2 separate regions of the Zea mays genome follow, and region 1 is linked to region 2. Evidence: chromatin contacts called from public Hi-C data. All regions are on one chromosome and are shown on one strand. The core of a region is the stretch at or near the end of the contact, and the rest is flanking DNA. Distances in the headings are between cores, read along the strand shown. Region 1 has its middle 87 kb from the start of LOC103637999. Region 2 holds the start of LOC100382506 (vacuolar proton pump-like protein).

The links. A called contact is a pair of places that touch in the nucleus more often than the background predicts.
Region 1: a contact with region 2 is called in a Hi-C map of tassel, with 3 times the contacts expected there. The contact joins the enhancer-like site here to the promoter of LOC100382506 in region 2. A contact is called at or near these places in 7 of 25 Hi-C or Micro-C datasets (bundle sheath, ear, endosperm and 2 more) and 1 of 3 datasets of contacts at active chromatin or transcription factors (leaf).

What each region holds. Positions count from the first base shown.
Region 1 is chr9:15,990,262-15,993,789 of Zm-B73-REFERENCE-NAM-5.0, forward strand. It overlaps the pseudogene LOC103637996. Among protein-coding and RNA genes, the nearest start is that of LOC103637999, 87 kb to the right of the region's middle. Within about 2 kb of position 1,775, at least 19 of the 20 cell types and tissues checked have an H3K27ac peak or open chromatin away from gene starts, as enhancers often do. A contact at or near this core is called in bundle sheath, ear, endosperm and 2 more, where this site is marked.
Region 2 is chr9:15,895,073-15,898,316 of Zm-B73-REFERENCE-NAM-5.0, forward strand. It overlaps LOC100382506 (vacuolar proton pump-like protein), which reads right to left and starts at 1,274. Exons shown (of 8, transcript NM_001357030.1): 1 at 932-1,274. The coding sequence starts at 1,169.

The DNA of each region.
Region 1 (3,528 bases), core at 525-3,024, 96 kb after region 2:
TTCTCCTATAGCTGGCTCACTGATGCTTGACAGGGATCTTCATCCTACTGCTAGCTAGGTCACTGATGGTGCTGGTGCTTTAATTATTTATTTATATAATTCAGTGGTCGTTGCACATAACAAAAACCAGGCCCCTTTTCTGTTGTAAATTGCGTACCAAGTTACATTTGAGATCGAAGTTGGCTAATAAAACCACACACGCATGGCCCGCTTCTTTATATACGCAACGTTGATACATTGGTTCCAATTCTCTTTCTCTAAATTTTTTAGAGCTAAAGCTCTGAATAACTAGTCTAAAGTTCACCGGTAGCATCGTCGCTCACCAGAAACCCTTTCATTGACCTACCTAACGGTACTTTGTTTATACGACTTGAGTGTATTTTTAAGGTAATTTCTCAACAGATCCTACCACTTTGCGCTTAATAAATGACGATCATCATGCATGTGAGTTTCCAGTGTGCTGCATTAGTGCAATTATGGTGGGTTATTGGTGGCCGTGATGCAATAGGGATGGAACCTGACGCAATAGCACATCCTTTTCTTTTTGTACACACCGGTCGAAATAGGAACGCGTCAGTAAAAAAATCGGTACCTAAACAAAATCGGACCGGCTCTACATCATTATATGGGGAGTGACGCAATAAAACAAGCAGCATAATGTGTTAGAGACACTCTATTAGGTACGGCGTATCGAAATTCTACGAAGATCTATGGTAGAACAACATAATTAATTGAGGACCCTTCCTCTCGTCTCCAAAGAGGACGGAAAAGGAGAAGAAGGAGCTCGATAAACATGTTCATATGTCGAAACTCGTGTAAAACATGGACACTGACCTTCGGAATCAGAGAGATTCACGGAAAGGAGGGGGGGGGGGACACAGGTGCGGTCGTGCGGAGATGCAAAAAAACGCCGATCGTTGTCAGCGGCGACAATATTCATCTATTTATATGGTTAAGATGCATGAATTACAACCGTGTGATTCCAATGACACATAGGATTGTCACATATCTGAGATAGGAGAACAATTTCGTCCTTTTTGTGCCCTGGACGTGTCGGGCGTACGACTTGTCTGCTTACCGGAAGGCTTCGGCGCTTTTTGTCAGTCTGCTGCTTGGACACAGCTACCATGCGTTTCAAATCTGATTTAGTGCGTTTACTAATAAACTACTAGGTAAACCTCTGCTAGTTTGTTTGTACCAGCAAGAAAAGAAAAAAAAAGACTTGGTAATCAATCTGTACACGAACATCAATGGACACACAGCTACAAATGCGTGTTACACTTACAGCGCGCCCTGTTTTTGCCGGAAAAAGAAAAGAAAAAGATTAAGTGCAGTAGTGTGCTCCAAACTGAAAAGCATTCTTGCTGCTAACAGCTAACTAATAATGAAACCCACATCCGAAAACCATCAGAGCAGCACAGATGATCTGGGCAACCATATGATCCCCCCCTACCGCGCGGTATATGCGCTGAAACGTCGAGCTCGATCCCGTCGCTCACGCTAGCGCTACTACTTTTAGTTTGCACGTCGTCTCTGCTGTCTGCTGCCAAGCCATGCATGTGGTGGACAGGTGGAGGCTCTCAAACAAAGACCGACCGACACTGGACAGCTTGGGATACCAGCGTCGCATGGGGGAGGGGGCGTCGTGGGTCGTGGCGACCGACCGACGACCGACGTGACGCGCGCGCCACTCGCGTCCCGCCAAGGCCGCGCGGCCGCGGCGCGGGCATGATTGGGCTCTCGGTTGGTGTGGAGTCCGACCGGTCTGGGCCGGGGCGACGGCAGCTGCTTCAGGTTCCGGTGCGGCGCGCGTGAACTGTGGCGTCGCGTCGCCCGCGCGGACAGGACAGGGCCACGGAACGGAACCGATACGGCCGGCAATCATAATAACTAGCTTACTTAATAGCCCCGGCGGTGATCCGATCGGCCTTTGCGCGGCCTCCCGGCTTCTTCCTCGCCTGTGCCGTGCGCCGCGTCCGTGTCCGGCAGGCCGTGCTGCGGCAGTCATAATATCTAGCGAGGTGTTTTCGGGTCCCATCCATCCAGACATGAACACCACCACGGTACTTGCGGCGAGGCCGCGAGAGGGATAGATGGCGAATCGGTAAGCCCTGGGTCGTATGGTCTTCTAATGGCGGCGTTTTTGTGTGCACGTGTCATCGTTCGTGGTGCAGCCCCCATGCCACGCCACGCCAAGCCACCGGTGGACAGCGCAGACGGTGTCGTGGACCGGCTTATCATTGTTTGTTATGCCGTTCTGGTGGAGGCGTCATCTGCGCCTGTGCGGGGGCGCACAGGCAGCCCGCAGCCAGGCACACGCACACACGGGCGCGTGCGTGTATTTAGGTCGCCCACGTCGGTGCTGCTCCCGGGGGGATTCATAGGACAGATGCCATCGGGCCTCGGCATATCCCCCGCCGTCGGGGGTCAGGAGCGCGCCCACCACACCAGCATATTCCACCGGAGCTGCCTGTGCCTGCCGTTCACAGCGCAGCGCAGTCTGCCAGCGGTTGCTTCCAGCTGTTCGCGGTAGCGGAGTTACTGCGAGACTTACAAAAGATATCTGACACAAGCACAAGAATCGGGAGAGTCTATATTTATTAGTCCCTGCTGACCAGTAATATGACATATCTTGCTCTAAGGTAACGAGACATTGAAATGGCTCCTGTAACCTTAGGGGTGTTTGGTTCTGTGGACTAAAGTTTAGCCCGGGTCACATCAAGCGTTTGACTTTCAAATAGGAGTATGAAATATAGACCCAACCAATTGTACTAGATTCGTCTCACTTTTTAATCTTCGGCTGAGAAATTAGTTTTATAATCCGACTACATTTAATACCCCGAACGGAGGTTCAAACATTCGATGTGATAGGAGCTAAATTTTAGCAGGGGCAAACCAAACACCCCCTTAGTCATTGTCACAAGAGATATAACTACATTTTAGACTCTGTTGTTGAGATCGGATAGGATTGCAAAAAAAAAAATAAAAAAATCAGTAGAGATTTTGACTTATTATAGATTTAAATCCGTCTCATTCACTCCAATCCACGAAAACGAATAAGCCATTAGTATGTGTTGGCGCCAGTCTGGCGCCAATCAGTGCAATGAGTACCGGTAGCGGCGCTCTCTACGGAAGCGCGGACGGTCCACGACCTGCGCAGAGGTTAGGGTTTCTGCCCGACGAGTTAGATGGTCCGCGCGTGCGTATAGACGACGGAGTTCACCAACAGCACTAGGATCTCGGTCCTAAGAGGGACCCGTCGGGGAGGAGAGGTCTTAGGATTTGTTTTGGGATCGACAGACCATCTAAGACGCCTCTAAACGACGTAGATTCGAACTAAGAGACAAACAAAACAATGCTTTCGTCACGCAGCCGGGGAACTGAGACATCAAACCTCGTTTAGATGGATCTTCACAGACTCGATGAATCTACAAAAAAAATGTTCATAGAACCCGGCCAGCAGGTACTCCTTGGCCTTCAGTGTCCTGTACCGCGCCGGCTGGTTCTCGCTTAAAAGAGCAGCGGGCG
Region 2 (3,244 bases), core at 24-2,523:
CTACTTACCAAATGGTGCTCTGCCTAACTTGCTACGTGTTTGCATAATCAATTTGTGACAGATCCGTCACGCACCTTCCATTACCGAGTTTTAGTCTAGAAGAAAGGCGCCAGGCGAGATCGGGCCATGTCAACTGAAAGCTACACCTTTTACTGCAGCACCGACACAGGGCAAGAACACGGATAGGCATTAAAAGACAACTTCAATAAAGCCTAGATCCACCAGCTAAGCTACTACAAGCATCCAAAGCCAAAGCCCACACTCATCACACGTCCAAGAGGTGGGAAAAAGGAATTGTTTGCCAGCCCTACTTGGGGCCCGTGAATCGAATACTAGCAAAACAACAGTAGCACATCACATGAGCCACCCTTGAAAAAAATCCACAGTTGGGACGGTGCCAGTAGTGAACAAAAATATATCATAAAAAAGTACATAGTTTGAAGGGTTTGAAGGGGGGAAGGGATACACCAATTGTTAGTCCCCAGAGGTACCGAGCCCCCACCCACCCACCCCACACAGACATAGATATTTGTCTTCCATTCCGAAAAAATCATGCAACCTGAAACTCGCTTCGGTCCTAACAAAATGATGATTTTGTGCTACCTAGACAGTTGCTACGGTCCCGGAAGAGGGTAAAAATAGAATGGCATTCGAGCTCACCCAGGCATCCGCAGCCTAATAATAGGAACTTCACCGCCAGATGACCAGATCAGCGTGAAACCCACTAAATAAACGAACGGGTAGCAAAACTCCGGACCTTCTACCCCCCGCAAAGATCTCACCCACTCTTAGAGAAACGTGTGCATATCCTATTAACAAACGACGGACACTAAAAAAACATAATCCTCGCCGGAGCAGCCGAGAAACGCGTGGATCTAGGCGGACCCAGCATCGGCCCCAGATCTGAGGAACCCCCGGCGGGCGGCCTCACCTTCGGAGATGGCGTTCTGGATCTCGGCGCACTTGACGACGACGTTGTGGTCGTTGAGCCCCTCCTCCTCCTCGATGAGGGAGTCGGCGTAGCCGGCCTTGCCGCCGCTGCCGCCGGACGCGGCCGGGGAGAGCTTCACGCGCGACACGACCACCCACTGCACGACGGCGAAGGCGATGCCGATGACGGCGGCGACGGGGATGAGCACCTCGGTGGCGAGCGCCGAGAGGATCGCCATGGCGGCGACCGAACCCTAATAACGGACGGACGGACGGACGGACGCGAGGGCGGCGGCGGGGTGGGGGAAGGGAGGAGGCGACGCGTCTCGCTCTGCACGCTCTTCGCCTGTGCTCGGGGCGCGTGCCTTATATAGCGGGGAAGGTGCGTCCGGAGGAGGGAGTGTGGAATGGACGGAGGTGGCCAGGAGAGAGAAGAAGGGGGGGTGGGTCGTGAATGCAGTTAACTTGGAAGGGTTAGGTGTGAAAGTTGCAGGCCTTGCTGGTGCGGTGGGCCCGGGATGGCAGGTGGGCCCAGGAGATAAATATCTTTTAGCTTATCTCCGTTATTTAGGGTTATAGGCATAGGCATGGAAAGATCTGGATCAAGTGAGTGAGCTTGCACTGACGTGTCATTTGCCTTCAGCATTGGATAAGCTAATGATCTTCTTGGATACTGCATTAGCGACGGGGTGTTTGGTACTAGTTGTGTTTAGAACCTTGCGTTGCTTAGCAAGCTAACTTGTCTGGGCAAGCTAGCTTTTCCTCGTCGTTGAAGCGGACGGGCGGCCAATTCGGCTCTCCCGCGCTGGCAAGGCGAGCGGACGGAGAAAGCTACCACGTTCTGCGATTGGAGGCTGGCCGACGGGTGGGCCTTCCTGTACTATTTCAGTCACGACATGCATGTCGTTGTGCTATTTAAATTGTCCATGGTTATATTTGCTGGCCAAGCTGAGCAAGATTAGGCAGCCTTACCATGCTAGCCTGTGCTGCTAAAAGAACCAAGCACCCCCCAACGTGCTTACTCTGTCTTTTTTTAGGCATGAGCGAGCAATGGCGAATTTAGCAAAGAATGATGTCGGAATAGGGTCAGCTTCATTATATGATGCAATGTTTTTTCAAACTTTAGTGTTTTATTTAAAGATTTATAAATTTTATCGGGGTCAACTGACCCCAACAAACACCCATATGGCCATATATCCACTCCTGCCAGCGAGCGGACGATGGCTCAAGAGAGGTGGCAAACTCTTATTCTTAGGCTATTTTGAACCATTCCCCCTCCTAAATCCCTACATTCATAATTTCTATTTATATTTAAATATCTATCTCCTCAAATATCTGTCCCTTATTTTTCCTCATATCCAATCATTTTCCTATTCAAGTCCCCTTAACCCTGGGTTATTTGACTTTTATACATCGGTTTTTGGAATTTTAAATGATTATACAATTTTTTGTAGTGTTATAATACATATTGTTATCTGCTAAGTAAATCTAAAAATTAATTTTGTAATTATTATAGCTGATTAGCGGAGAGGGGGTGAGAGCTCTCACCGAGAAGAGCGTGAGGGGGGAGGGGAGCCGTTGGACGCTCACGGGGAAGCCCAGCTCACTGGCCAGGGGCTAGGGTTGGAAAATTAGCTCGAGGCTCGCGAGCCGGCTCGAGCTCGGAGCGGCTCGCGAGCCTCAAACGAGCCGAGCTGAGCTCCTGTTTCGAGCTCGTTTTTGCAGCGAGCCGAGCCGAGCCGGCTCGTTCCAGCTCGCGAGCCTTGCAAAAATGATCAATTTATGGAATAATAATGAATATTAGATAATTTTATGGATAATAGCTCATTTTTTAGTCTTCGATGATGAATATATTACAAGTTATAATTTAATTTACTCATAATGTAGAATGATGATTCTATATTTCAAATTTATATAATGTTAATTCACCAAATAATGCAACGATAATTACCAGAATATGGCTCAGAGCCGAGCCGAGCCTCTTTCGCTAGCTCGTGGAATGGACGAGCCGAGCCGCACCGAGCCGAACTGAGCTGAGCTCGGCTCGGCTCGTTTCCAGCCCTACCAGGGGCGGGGGCGGTGCCACTGCCAGGTACCCTTAGAGAGTCTTGAGGCTAACTTGTTAAAATCGTTTTTTAATGGATTTTTATTTTCTCAAAAAAAGTTTATTTTTCTTCGTAAAATCAGAATACCTCGAAAAATAAAGTTATCAAACTAGCTTTAGGGGTTTTATTAGAGCATCTCCGAGAGCTACCCAGAAAATGACTCATCAAAATCAGTTTTAAGGGGCATCTAAAAAATTAGTGCGGGTAGA